5 separate regions of the Mus musculus genome follow, and all the other regions are linked to region 3. A link is a contact called in public HiCAR-type and promoter capture Hi-C data. All regions are on one chromosome and are shown on one strand. Each heading gives the region's core, a stretch centred on a gene start, on an enhancer-like site or on the middle of the called end of the contact. The rest is flanking DNA. Distances are from core to core; before and after follow the strand shown.

Region 1 (2,700 bases), core at 67-2,566, 2.4 Mb before region 3:
TTCCTGACCTGCTTGAGTTCCAGTCCTGACTTCCTTTGGTGGTGAACAGCAATGTGGAAATGTAAACTGAATAAAACCCTTTTCTCCCCAACTTGCTTCTTGGTCATGATGTTTTGTGCAGGAATAGAAACCTTAAGACTATCACAGTGGAAGGGTAAAATACTGACTTTGCTTTTAGATTTACCTTTATGTGCATGAGTGCATTTATGTAAGCAGTCCTGGATTCTTTCAGAGGACAGAAAGCTGTGGCGTCTGTCCCGAGGGACATAGAGGGTTGTGTGATAGCAACTGAAGAGCAAGCGTTCTTAGCTGCTGAGCTATATCTATACAGCCCCAAATTGTCAGTTTAAACAAACTATGCTAGAGGTTTAACTACCGGGCCTCAGAGCCTTGATTCTATATCTCGCAGCGGGTGTTGGGATGGCTGAATGGAGAAACGAAGGTTGGAGATATTGACCCACCCCCTTATCTATGGCTATCAGCTTATCCTGGAGGGTTGCTTTTGTTTTGACGCTGTTTCTATAGTTCTGGCTAGCCAACTCCACTTCTCAGCATCCATGGTACTGGGATTACAGGCTACGTTTTAGGGTTTAGGTCTGTTTTGGCTTTTGTTTTGAGACGAGTCTCAGCCCAGGTTAATCTCAAATTCTCTCTGTAGCTGAGGGTGACTCTGTACTAAATTCTTTTAACAAAATTATTTAGTCGTGTGTGTGTGTGTGTGTGTGTGTGTGTATGTCTTAGTGTGCGCGGAAACCCGAGAAGGTCAGACCCCCTGGAACTATACTTGCTTGGGATACTGGGACCTAAACGAGGATCCTCTGCAAAAGCAGTACTTGTTCTTAACTGAGCCAACTCTTCAGTCCCCAGATCCTCTTTCCACTTCCTGAGTACTGTGTTTACTGGTGTTTATGGTTTGCTGGTAGTCATGCTAAGCAAGCACTAACAACTGAGCCTGCCAACATATATTTTGCAAGGAACTGGGGTGCAGGAGTCATTAAGGACTTTTATGTCCTCCCGTTTTATGGGCTTGACTAACCAATTTAGTGTGCAAGCACACTGACAGACTGAGGGGCTAGGAACCTTTGCAGGGGGTGCTCAGAACACAGATCCTTCCATAGCCACTGAGCATTGCTCCGCCCCTTGACCGATCCGGACCAATCGATGTTCAGGGGCGTTCCTGGGCATTTCACACTCGCCTCCCCGGCTGTTCTCCCCAGCGAACCAGGGCAGTCTGTGACCCGGAAGCAGTCGTTCTGGTGGAGGCGGGGGAGACTTCTGAGAGGTGGGGCTTGAGACGGTCCTTTCACGAACCCGCACACTCTGAGGCGCCTGAGTGAAAAGTGTGGCACCATGGCCTCTGTGCTGTCCTACGAAAGTCTGGTACACGCCGTGGCCGGAGCCGTGGTGAGGAGGGGTTTGGGGCTTCGAAGTAAATCTCGGGATGGGTCGGGGAGAAGGGCACGGGGGAGATGTGGGGACCGAATCTGTCACAACTGGAACGAAAAGGACGGGCATAAATGGAAAGTTGCTGCTACAAGAGGGAGGGCGAGGCCAGGAGCCACCCTCTGCCGCAGTCCCCTCTGGACTTTCCCAGAGACTGTCTGGACTATCAGTCACAAAGGTCCAGAGGGAATAGGGAAGAAGATAATTGCTATTTTCTTTGCCTTCTGAAGTTTAAAAGTTTAAGGCCAACCCTTCCCTTACCCAACTCTCACTGCACACAAACTTCGTCCAAATTGGTCCTGCGGAAAAACTAAGTGTGAAGATGGGGTGCTTGCTGTAAGTCTACTGCCAGCCTGGTGTCACACCTTATCCCAGGCAAGTGGCAATAGCTAATGGAACATTCCTAGTCAGCCTTATTGCCAGGAAAAGATAGGGTGTTTGTTTGTTTATTTTTTAAGTCAAGATCGGTGGTGTTATGTACTACCTGTATAGTTACTGTGAGTTAAGTGCTTTGTTCTTCGATTTAGAGGTATCTAAGTTCCTTCCATTTGACACTTCCCTTTTCCCTGAAACTTCACATTCTTGGCACAGGTAACATTCCTCCTCTGGTTCTTTTCCTCAGACTGTTTCCCATGTTCTTCCCTAACTCCCAGCATGTACCTTTAGCCATGTAGAGTCACCGTGGACCATTCCTATCCATTCAGACAGCTTATGTTCCGGTGAAGAGTAATCTGAGTTTTTTAATTCCAATTCTATCATATGTTTACCAGGTAATCTCAAATCTCACGTTTGTAATCTATGAAGAGGGAAGAAAATATTACACTTTTCTTCTAGACCTTGAGAAGTAGGTGAGGGAATATTACATGGTGTCTTATTCAAAAGAGTCGCGTTCCTTTAAATCAACCAGAAGTGCCTTTTGCTCGTTATGAAAGAACTGGGGTGGAAGTTTGTTGTGACATGTTTTCAGTTGGTCATAGGGACCTGTTTGACTGAAGTGGAAATGCAAATGGGGGGCCAAATGATTCATGACTTTGTGTAGGAAAGGGTCAGTGGTTGCACTTACTGATTGACATTTCAAACCCGATCCTCTCTGCTGCCCTGTGGAGAGTAGAATACGGAAGGCACATCTCTCTCAGGCAAGAGATGGCTGTGACCTATTGGTGGAAGGGGTAAGAGAGCATTTGCCTGGAATGGATTTATAAGAACCACCAGGATTTAATGATAGCTTGGGTGTAGCTTAGGGTTGCTTGTGTCTGA
Region 2 (2,827 bases), core at 148-2,647, 2.5 Mb after region 3:
AAAGATAGAAAGGTAAGATCATACTCTCTGCCCAGGTGTATGAAATCCAGGACAGGCTGTGAACTGAATATGGCATTCAGGAAAACAACGCGGCCCACGGATAGCCCATGGGATAATCACAAAGACCGTCTCGTGAAAAGTGAAGTTCCGTGCTTTCTAGTCTTCTCTTTATTCCCAAAACACCCTTTAGGCAGAGCAGAGTTTAAACAAACAGGCAACTGAGAGCCAGAAGCCTTGGCCTCCATCTGCCACCCAGGCCTTTTCTCCATTCTTGCCAGCTTAAGAAACTTGTGCGAGGGGGCAGTGCTCCGCAGAGACCGAGAGACCCGCCAGATTTGGCTTGCAGAAGGTCAAGGTGGTGGCACCTAGCCGCCTCCATCCCTCCAAAGGTTCCCATTGAATCAGGGTGGCCTGTCTTCAGGCCACCACCATCGGCTAGCTCTGCGCGCTCTGGCCCTCAGAATCCACATGTGAACAGCAGATTCTACTTTCCAACTTAACACAAACACGGAACGACCTCTGCAAGCCAGCCAGAGATGCAGGGCCAGCAGGGTGTGCGGTGTACACAGTCCGCTGCCAGGCAACAGAACAGGGTTCGACACGGCCCTTGGAGGGCCGGGCAAAACTGCTCTGGCGTCTGGAGACTATCGGGGCTGAGCTTAGGCTCCACATCCTCCTATTCTCGCTCTTCTCTCATGCATTCCTTAGGCCTTCCACTTATTCTGAATGATTGCCTAAAAAGCAGAAACGCAGACGGACTCTGGGAACTATTTCTCTGTGAGCAAAGACCCTGTACTGGAAGCCCCGTCCTTATTGTCCGGGTGAAATGTAGGATGATTTGGGGTCTCGGCCTACTCTCCGTGAGTGGCTCTGGGGGCGGGGCGCACTTCCTCCCCAGACAGCGGCGTCCTCCCTCTAGGATGCCAGGATGGCTGAACCCGGGCGAGCCCGACTAACTCGCAGGCCGCTTTCTCCGAAGCAGGTCCCCTCCCGCCACAGGACCCTCCCTCGAAGGCCGCTCCGGCCCATGCCAGCTCCTACCGGGCTCCAGCAGATGAGCGCGTCTGTGTCCGGGTCGCTCACGAGGGTCCACAGCTTGGTTAGGAAGGCCGGGACGTTGCTGGGCCCCGCTGCACCGGGGCCCACGGCCAGATCCATCTCGGACGAAAGCAGGCAGAGGCTGGGGTGGCCTTTTAGAAGAGTGGCTGAAGGCTGAGCTAGTGTCGTCGCTGCCCCTGCCGTCCGGGCCGCTCCGCCGCCCGCTGCGCACACACAGCAAGGCCTCGCATGGCCGCAGCCATCTTGCGACCGGCGCGCTCTCGCTAGGGCCAGACCTGTAGCCTCTGTGCGCAGGCGCCGTGATCTCCCCTGCCTACTTTGCCGGCCCAGCCCTTGCGCCGCACCCTACGCCTGCGCAAGATGGCTTCACCCGGGCTGCTCACCAATCAGAGCCTGGTAGGGCGGAGCCTGGCTGGGGGCACACGAGGCGCTCCCGCTGCCGGAAGCGGCAGTAGATCGGTAGCCGGCGCGGCGCAGCATGGCGGGGGCGTGTGGTAAGCCCCACATGTCACCGGCATCGCTGCCGGGGAAACGACGTTTGGAACCTGATCAGGAGCTGCAGATACAAGAGGTAACTTCCAAGTAGCGGACAGCATCCCTCTGGGAACCATGCAGGCACTTGGCAAGACCAGGGAGGCCGGGCCGTGGCGCAGCGTGTAGTGTCGTGTGGGTCGCCTAGAGCCTGATCGTCCAGTCTGGGCTGTTATTTTGGAACTCTCAGCAGAACATTACTTGCGCCGAGGGGCGCTGGAACCCGGGGGATAGTTCTGTGGCTTGAACCGTGTTAAGGGAGAGACCTTTAAGAGTCCCCTCACCATAGTCTCTGGACCTTCCATCTGTGCTTCCTGTCCTGGGAAAGGTTGTAATTGCGCTCGTGCTGTGCTACCAAGCCAGCATGTCAGGTGTGTTGTGAATCAAAAGAGGACTTGAGATTATGGAAGTCTGATTGGAACCCAGGGCATCCAGAACTGGTTGTCATGGAACCATTGCTAGTCCATGTTGCTAAGCTCAGTAGGCTTGCTACATTCATCAAATGTAGGTGGTAGAAGGCATGCACAGCTGACTCCACTGAATTGGATCCTCAAAGTTCTCAACTTTCCTAATGCTGTGGCCCTTTTAATACGGTTCCTCGTGTTGCGGTGATTTCCCAACTACAAAATCATTTTCGCTGCTACTTCATAACTGTAATTTTGCCGGGTGGTGGTGGCACACGCCTTTAATCCCAGCACTTGGGAGGCAGAGGCAGGTGGATTTCTGAGTTCGAGGCCAGTCTGGTCTACAAAGTGAGTGCCAGGACAGCCAGGGCTACACAGAGAAACCCTGTCTCGAAAAAACCAAAAAGAAAACATAACTGTAATTTTGCTACTGTTATGAATCGTAATTATTTGATATGCAGGATAGTCTATGAAAGGGTTGCTCGCCCCAGAGGGATTGTGACCCACTGGTTGAGAACCACTACGTAAGTTGTCCCTTTGTTTTATGAAACGCCCCTAAGCTTTTCCCTCTGTGTAGTTCTAGGCAGTAAGCCTTTAATAGTCAGTTGTTTATGCCCTAACTGCGTGCAGTACTTTTACTTGTTAGTATGACAAGTAGCGTAGTTTTAGAGATGTCAATAATAAGAGAATGTCAGTGTGACATCTATGGAAACTCAGGTGATCACTGTGATGATTGGCAGCGAAGGCCACTCAGGTAGACAAGAACTAGCCAGCGGCATTGGCACCCATCTTTAATCCCAGCACTCAGAAGACAGAGACAGATGACCTCCGTT
Region 3 (2,700 bases), core at 167-2,666:
CCCTTAATTTATAGATGGGGACTCTGAGGAAGAGACTAGGATACTCATCCAAGGTCACAGACAATGCAGTCACAAGTCATTCAATGACAAAGGTACCTTCGAGAAATGAGTTGTGAGTCCTTGCTGGACCATCAGAGTGTACTTACATAATAATCCTGGGTGGTATAACCTACCACACACCTATGCTGGAAGCTATAGTCTCAGTACGCGCTCCATCACTAACCAAACGTCACCTAGCTCACCTGGCCTTCCTGCCCCTTGCTAAGTACACAAAAGGCCAGGTGGTCAATACACAGAGCTGGTGGTCACTGTTCCCACACTGGCAAACTTTATTTCATAGGAGTCACTTCTAGTAAGGCTTTCTAATAATGCCTTCACCCAGACCCCAAAACTCTTTCACTGAACCAACCAACAACCAGTCCTCAAGGCCACCTGACTCCTGAACCCACCTGGGTCCTGTGTGGCGGGTCCTAGGAGTGCCCCCACCTTCCTGACTCGTGCTTCCTTCTTCCTGTCTAATCTCTGCTGTTCCTGAGTTTGCTGTATTGGAAGTTAATTACGCTTAGTACCTTATTCGAGCTAGGCAAATGGTCTAATAAATTAATTCGTTTATATTGTCTTGGAGACAGGGACAAATTGTCCAAATGCCCATACCGTTCTTGAACTTTCCCGCACAGGGTTTTACTTTGCAATCCTCCTGCCTCAGCATCCGGGATGGCTAGGATTATAGGTCTGCACTACCAGGCTTTGCAATTACGGTTTCCGTTGGTACACTACACCAGGGGTTTTAACTGTATTTTGCTACTGTTATGGATCGTAATGTAAATATTATCTCTTTTCCGATGGGTTTAAGGGGGTCGCGACCCACAGGTTGAGAGCCATCAGACCACAAGGTGCTATTTACGGTGACACTAAAAAGCAGTTCAGCCTCTGGTCTCAGGCTTGGCTGGCACGCAGTCTGGTGCGTGAATCAATGAACTAAACCTCTCTCATCCCATCGGCTCGTCCTTCGTCAACAACGACTGGGAGCCAGCTATGGGCTGTGACAATAGACGGCGCGGCACTCCGGTGGTCCAAGGCGCAGCGCTGAGAGCCGTAAACAGCGAGGGAGGAGCGGGCGACTCCATCCCCCGAGGTGGGGAAAGAGGAAGGCGAGCTCCAGCTACATCCAGGGGCGGGGCCGGAAGAACCCTCCGCGTGGGCGTGCGCGCCCTGTGCCTGGCGCGCTTCCCCCGGCAGCCCGACGGGAGTCTCTTTCCACCCTGCCACTCACCGCCGCTTCTCTTCATCAAAGTTGAGAACGAGCCGGGGCCGCCGGTCGTCTCCATCTCTTTTCTTCTTCTTCTTGTTGCGGCCCATTGCAGTGAAGCTTCCGGCAGCGTGGCCGCTTCTGACTTTAAAACACTTCCGGGTGTAGCAGTTTCAGATTTCCGGTAGGGCGCTCTTCGTGGCCTTGTTCCACAGTTCCGCAGATTTGGCTCCACCTTTTAAAGGAGCCTCCCGTCCTGCCTCAGCTTTGGTTCAGGTCTTCTGAACAATCCTCCCAGAATGGCTTCGGTGAGAACTAGGCTCCCCGATTCCATCATCTGACCTGCCTCGAACAAGCGCTCAATCTGGAGTTATTTATAAACCGCTAAGAATTACTGAACTTAATTGAATTCAGATGTCAACTCTTTCATGATTTCCTTGAGCGAGGGAAACTGCCTAGATGCAAACACTGGTATTCCTTTACAAAGTATGTGACTCAAAAGCAATTGCCCCCCTTTAAAAAAAAAAGATTAAATCATAAATTATGGGCTAGGGGAGGTGGCATACATCTTTATCCCAGTACCTGAGAGGCAGAGGCAGGTGGATCAAAGTCAGCCTAAGCTACACAGTGAGTTCCAGGACAACCAGAGCAGAGCTAGACAATAAAGAGACCCTGTCTATAAATAAATAAGTAAGATTAAAAAAATACTGTGCCTAAGTGAGTTTAGGTCTACTGTATGAGGACCTACAAGGCCAGAAGACGGTATGAAATCCCCTGCAACTAGAGTTACAGATGGGGGCTGGTGAGATGGCTCAGCAGGTAAGAGCACCCGACTGCTTCCGAAGGTCCTGAGTTCAAATCCCAGCAACCACATGGTGGCTTACAACCATCCCTAATGAGATCTGACTCCCTCTTCTGGTGTGTCTGAAGACAGCTACAGTGACTTACATATAATAAATAAATAAATCTTAGAGTTACAGATGGTGTGTGAGTCATGTGGGTACTGAGAATCAAACCTTGGTCCTCTATAAGACAAGTAGGCACTGTTAACCATTGGAGTCATCTCTCCAGCCCCCAAATTGCCTTTTTCTTTGTGTCTCACTTTCCTATTTATAAAATAGAGATCATTGTAGTGACTTTGTAAGGCTGTAAAGAGGTGGCCCTGGAACTCTGGCATGCACTTAAAGGCTTGCTGAAATCCAAATTGAGGGTTCAGGGTTCAACACACTTGGCAGGGCCCCAGAATGTCCATTTCTAGAACATTCTCTGGTGACCCTGAATATTGCTCCTGCGTGCAGCAAACTGAGAGCCGTGACTGTGGTGGGACAAGTGTGTCGGGTCAGAAGTGCATAACACAATATTCTCCCAGACTCAGTTGGTGCAGAGGGAAATCTCTGAGTTCGAGGCCAGCCTGGTCTACAGAGTAAGTTCCACGACAGCCAGGGCTACAC
Region 4 (2,700 bases), core at 74-2,573, 3.0 Mb before region 3:
ACTTTGTTTCTAGAAAGGCACACTGTTGTCTTACATGTGTTATGAGACTGGGTTTCTCTGTGTAGCCCTGTCTGTCCTGCAGCTTGCTTTGTAGACCAGGCTGGCCTCAAATTCGAATTCAGAGAGATCCTCCTGCCTCTGCATTCTAATTGTTTGGATGAAAGGTGTGTGCCATCAACGCCCAGCCCAAAATGCCTTATTTTTTTTCTCCTCATTTTTTTTTTGGGTGGGGGAGGGAGTGTGTTCTGTATAGCCTTGACTATCTTGTACTCTCTTGGTAGACCAGGTTTGTCTTAACTCTCAGAAATTTGACAGTCTCTGCCCCTCCCAACTGCTGGGATTAAAAGTGTGCAGCAAGAAAATTTTTCTATTTTGTTTTTTTGAGACAGGATTATTCTGTTCAGTCCTGGTTGTCCAGAAACTTGCTCTGTAGACTGGGCTGGCCTCAAACTCTGAGATCCGTTTGCCTCTGCCTCCCAAGTGCTAGGATTAAAGACGTGTGTCACCATCATTGTTAGGCACCCCCCTTTTTCTTTTTAGAAAGAGTCTCAAACAAACAAAAAGTCTTTTGTACCTCAGGCTAGACTTGAATTCACTATGTAGCTGATCTGTGTTTTTTGTTTTTTGTTTCTTTTTGGTTTTTCGAGACAGAGTTTTTCTGTGTAGCCCTGGCTGTCCTGGAACTCACTCTGTAGACCAAGCTGGCCTCGAATTCAGAAATTCGCCTGCCTCTGCCTCCCAAATGCTGGGATTAAAGGCGTGCGCCAGCACTGCCCGGCCACAGGATCTCATTTGGTAACTCAGGCTGGTCTTGAACTTGCAGTGATTGTCCAGCCTCACCCTCTCTTGCGCTGGTATTACAAGCGTGAGTCTGTTTCAGCTGTTTAAGCTTTGTGTGCTGAGCTTTGGTGAGCATATCCATCAAATGCACCACTTAAAATGACATCATCCAGGAAGGCCCGGCGACCCTTTTCTGCCCACTCTCTTGGGTACTTTGTCTGGAGTAAAGACTATTTTGAACGTGTTAAATTTGTATTTTCAAAGGGTCTATCTGGCTGTTGTGCAAAAGAAAGACAATCAGGCTTGAAGTGCAGACTTGTCGCCTAGCAACCAGACTCTCTCAGGGGCCCGGGGTTGGCTTGCTTCAGGATGGGGCCCCGCCCTTTCGGCACTCTACCCCGCCCCTCTTCTCTCACTTGCGGGAGAGTGCTGGCGGCCCCGCCCACCTTCCGGCCCCGCCCCTCACGGGAGCCTCGCGAAGCTCTGCGACCCGCAGGGGCGGGCAGATGCTTCTTATTGGTCAGTTTTCCGGAAGCTGAGTTGATTTGGTTTGGCAAGCGCAGCGTTGCTGGACGCGCGTGGCTCCCGCGCGTGGTGCGGACGGAACGAGGCCAGGGTGGCATCCGGGGACGGGGAGCCGGCGCTCCTCCAAGGCTGGCGGGAGCGGGCCTCAGTTTCCTCCGGGAGACGAGCGTAGCTTCCAGAATTGGAGCCCAGGCCCTCCCGCGCAGCTCGGCTGCAGGTTTGGCTTGTCAGAGGCTGAGAAGGGACGGAGGAGGCTCGGGTCCCCCCCACCCCATCACAGCTCGCAGGCCCCCGTGCTTGGCAGCCTCTCCGGTCTCCAGAGCCCTAGCGCAGGATGTTCGTGCTGGTGGAGATGGTGGACACCGTGCGCATACCCCCGTGGCAGTTTGAGCGGAAACTCAACGATTCCATTGCTGAGGAGCTGAACAAGAAATTGGCCAACAAGGTACTGGGCCCTCGGGCTGCCCGGCAGTGTCCCTACCGGTCCCACTGCTAGTCTGGCTATCGCCTGGTTCACCCTTGGCCTTGCACACTTAACTTCATGTCGGGGTTTTTTTCCTTCGCATCCTTATAAACCAGACTTGGGTGACAACGTGTACACAAGGGAGTAAATGGGCCGGGCGAGGTAGTGCACACCCGTAATCCGAGCTTCTTGGCTATTGAGGCTTTTTGACGATCCTGTGTTCGAGGCCAGCGTGGGCAATATAGTTAGCCCTTGACTCAGACAAATTAAAAGCACCGAAGCTGCTGGCGGTAGCGCATGCCTTTAATCCCATAACTCAGGAGGCAGAAGCAGGCGGATTTCTGTGAATTCGAGGCCAGCCTGGTCTACAGAGGGAGTGCTAGAACAGCCAAGGCTACAACGGAGAAACCCTGCCTCAAAAGAAACAAAAAGCATCAGGATGCTGAACAGTGCTTGAATTTGCTTGACATTCGCGGAGTCACTGGTTCGGTTCTCAGGATTGCCAGAAAACAAAACGGAGAGAGCGTGTGTACAAAATGGGTTTGTAAAACAGAAACTGGAATATGCCTGTTTCCTCGTTCAATTACTGTGTTGTCTTGGCCAAGTCACCCTCTCTGGGCCTCGGTTTGTGTTATCTGTGTTGCCCACAGTGTGAGAGTAGAGGTGAGAGGATAAGCGTGCGGGTCTCTAGAATTGAACTCAGCTTTCAGCTTTAGAGGGAGGCAGCTGTACCGGCTGAGCCAGCTCAGTAGCCCCTTTCTTGTATTCATTTGGTTACTGTGTTTCCCTTTCTATGACTACAGGGGCCTTCTCGGACTTTCACTCTCTCCAATGGGAGACACAGGCTCTGCCCTTGTAGCCTAGTGAGAAGAAGTTGGCTTGAGAATGTCTTGTTGTAATGAGCTGGGGTAAATGCCATGAAGGACAGGCAT
Region 5 (2,766 bases), core at 259-2,758, 2.0 Mb after region 3:
CTACCAAACACAGCATGCTTTGACCACGTGCCCTCAGAACTTATCCTATGCAAGGATGAGGTTAGCAGATCCTAAGATGTTTCCAAGTAACTAAACAAGAGATAAGTCATGGCCCCTTTTCACTGACTTGAACATCTTTTAACAGCCACTACTGGTCCTATCTTTTCTAAAATGAACCAACTAAACTCAAGTGCAGGATCAGAATTCCTAGGTCACAGTGCACAAAAGTGTCAAGCGGTGTAATCTTTTTTTAACCTAATTTTATGTATACACAGGCATCTTTACCTACATGTCTGTATCCATACACATTTATACAGTGCCCAGAGACCAGAAAAGAATCAAATCCCCAGGACAGGAATCAGTTAGTTGTTTACGAAGTAGGTATTCTAGCACTCTACAACTAAATCCCCAGTTGCATTCTGTTAGTCTTCTCCCATGACCAAGAAAATAAGCAATGTGGTTCTATGGCCTAGGCCCAGCAGCTGGCAGTTCATATGCCGACCACCCGCGTCTTCAAGGCCCCACTGCCCTCCCGCACTCACCAACAACGGCTCTGTTGGCAGAGGAAATGACCTTCTTGGACCCCGAAGGCAGCTTCACTCGAGTCTTCTTGGTCTCTGGGTTGTGGGAGATGACTGTGGCGTAGTTCCCGGAGGCTCGGGCCAGCTTGCCCCTGTCCCCAGGTTTCTCCTCCAGACAACACACGATCGTACCCTCAGGCATGGTGCCCACGGGCAAAACATTGCCGATATTCAGCTGGGCTGTGGAGAGAGGGGGCAAAACGACTGTTAACGCTAAAAGCCATGCCAAACCCACACCGATCCCAACCCACGAAGCTCAGCTCAGCACCCAAAGTCCCGGGCCCAACCCTTCCTTCCTTCCCCGCCTGGAGGCTCACCCTTCTTGCCGCAGTACACGAACTGTCCAGTGTGGATCCCCTCCGCTGCGATGAACAGCTCTGTCCGCTTCTTGAATCGGTAGGGATCCCGAAAGACGACTTTGGCGAGGGGAGCGCCGCGGCCAGGGTCATGAATGATGTCCTACGGGTCAGGGTGGTGTATTGTATTCTAAGGCCTGCTCGAGACGCCCGGTTCCCCGCCTGCTTAACTCCCGCCGGTGCCCTCCTACCTTTACGATGCCTTTAATGTAGCCGTGTCGCTCCGCGAAGTCCACAGCACGTAGGCGCGCGGCGCCCTTACGGTGCTTCACGTGCGCACGGAAAACAGAACCCGCGCCTTTCCTCTGCCCTCGGATCACACGGCCCATGGCGGCGAGTCTGGAAATGGTTCGAGTTCAGCGTCCAAAAAAATCCCCAGCCTCCTGCCAGCCCCCAAGGCCGAAAGCAACGCCATCCCTCCCTTCTGATCCTGGACGAGTGGGCCAGGCCGCATGACAGACCGCCAAGTAGTTAACGGCGGCGGATGGCGGTGGATAATTTCAAAACCCGCAGCGGACAGAGCACAACTTACCTGCCGGCAAGCAAGGCCGAAAGAGGAAATAGACGGGTCAACGCAGCCTTATCTTCCGGGGCGGGGCCATAACTCCGCCCCTTCCCCAGCGCAATGCCTGTCGGGTCTTGTAGTCACATGCAGGTGTCCTGTGTGTCTACCAAATTGCTGAACCAAGGCAATTGCTGAAACTTGTCGTCCTGGGGAGAGGCAGACTCTGAAGAAACCGACTCAAGAGTCTTACGGAGGAAGGGCGGGAGAGAGGAGGCTTCAAGAGGTGGAAGGATTTGTCCAGGGCAACGCCACGCAGAATCTTGAGCTTCCGAGCTGGGCCCAGACGGAGGAGATTGGATGTGCAGACACTGGAAACCTAGTGCTTTGCCGAACTAGAAGATTGAAATTTGACTGGGTCAGGCGGAGTTCCAGGACAGCCTGGGCTAGAAAACAAGTTCCAGAACAAGCTAGGGCTACAAAGAAAACCCAGTCTGGGGTAGGGGGTTGGGGGTGGAGGGGAGGAAGGAGGTGAAGAAGAACAAGAAGATAATGATTGGGATTTAAGAAGGTCACCTGCGGAGTTCTCAAGATGTCTGGCAAAGAAGCCAAAAGTTAGTGGCCTCAGCAATTGGAAAGAGGGTGGGGGCAATGACCCTGGAGAGCTAAAGCGGGGAAGGAACGCAGCGATGCAGGGCGATAAAGTGGCACAGAGCCCCCCAAACAGAGGTTCTTCATCTGAGTGAAACCTAAGTAGTCAATGGCATAAACGTGTAGACTGAGAGGGAGGTAACTGAGGGTCAGGGTCCCAATTGGTAAGAGAGGTTTGTCAGAACTGGGAGATTTTACATGGCAGAGGCTAAAATTGACATATTGAGGAGGAAGGGACATGGGTTGGTGATCTGACACACTGAAAAGAAGAAGGGACAGGCCAGACGTGGTGGCACATGCCTTTAATCCCAGGGCTTGGGAGGCAGAGGCAGGTGGATTTCTGAGTTCGAGGCTAGCCTGGTCTACGGAGTGAGTTCCAGGACAGCCAGGGTTGTACAGAGAAACCCTGTCTCGAAAAAACAAACAAACAAACGAGGAAAGAACACCGAGTTATCGTCATGGCTCAAGTTCCACAGGATGCTGGTGCACAGGGTATTCCAGAAGGGTAGTGGAGCTTTGGGTGGCAGGGTTCCAGGACTTGCAGAGTGGTAAATCAAGCCACCCAGGGGCAGGGTAAGGAGTTGAGTCAGCCCAGAAGAGAACCAGAATGAAAGATGCCTATACAGAAAAGTCTGTGGGAGGATGCCTGCTAGTGCTTTGTCTTGTGAACCGTGCA

The links. Promoter capture Hi-C pulls out the DNA fragments that hold promoters and counts their contacts. HiCAR-type assays count read pairs that join an accessible place to other places.
Region 1: a promoter capture Hi-C map of liver shows a contact between it and region 3, with 5 times the contacts expected there. The contact joins the promoter of Slc25a17 here to the promoter of Nol12 in region 3. A contact is called at or near these places in 2 of 39 promoter capture datasets (liver and pre-B cells) and 1 of 484 Hi-C or Micro-C datasets (B cells).
Region 2: a HiCAR-type map of astrocytes shows a contact between it and region 3, with 3 times the contacts expected there. The contact joins the promoter of Hsf1 here to the promoter of Nol12 in region 3. A contact is called at or near these places in 3 of 39 promoter capture datasets (the C10 cell line, hippocampal neurons and liver) and 1 of 115 datasets of contacts at active chromatin or transcription factors (astrocytes).
Region 4: a contact with region 3 is called in a promoter capture Hi-C map of pre-B cells, with 4 times the contacts expected there. The contact joins the promoter of Polr3h here to the promoter of Nol12 in region 3. A contact is called at or near these places in 1 of 39 promoter capture datasets (pre-B cells) and 1 of 115 datasets of contacts at active chromatin or transcription factors (astrocytes).
Region 5: a contact with region 3 is called in a promoter capture Hi-C map of embryonic stem cells, with 2.5 times the contacts expected there. The contact joins the promoter of Rpl8 here to the promoter of Nol12 in region 3.

Annotation. Positions count from the first base shown.
Region 1 is chr15:81,359,381-81,362,080 of GRCm38.p6, reverse strand. Slc25a17 (solute carrier family 25 (mitochondrial carrier, peroxisomal membrane protein), member 17) reads left to right here and starts at 1,316. Exons shown (of 9, transcript NM_011399.3): 1 at 1,316-1,404. The coding sequence starts at 1,351.
Region 2 is chr15:76,475,932-76,478,758 of GRCm38.p6, reverse strand. Hsf1 (heat shock factor 1) reads right to left here and starts at 1,397. Exons shown (of 13, transcript NM_001331154.1): 1 at 1,042-1,397. The coding sequence starts at 1,158. Bop1 (block of proliferation 1) reads left to right here and starts at 1,510. Exons shown (of 16, transcript NM_013481.2): 1 at 1,510-1,630. The coding sequence starts at 1,538.
Region 3 is chr15:78,933,649-78,936,348 of GRCm38.p6, reverse strand. It overlaps Nol12 (nucleolar protein 12), which reads right to left and starts at 1,416. Exons shown (of 6, transcript NM_133800.3): 1 at 1,274-1,416. The coding sequence starts at 1,359.
Region 4 is chr15:81,924,836-81,927,535 of GRCm38.p6, reverse strand. Polr3h (polymerase (RNA) III (DNA directed) polypeptide H) reads left to right here and starts at 1,323. Exons shown (of 6, transcript NM_030229.4): 1 at 1,323-1,750. The coding sequence starts at 1,640.
Region 5 is chr15:76,902,813-76,905,578 of GRCm38.p6, reverse strand. Rpl8 (ribosomal protein L8) reads right to left here and starts at 1,508. Exons shown (of 6, transcript NM_012053.2): 1 at 1,470-1,508; 2 at 1,129-1,276; 3 at 899-1,040; 4 at 543-761. The coding sequence starts at 1,266.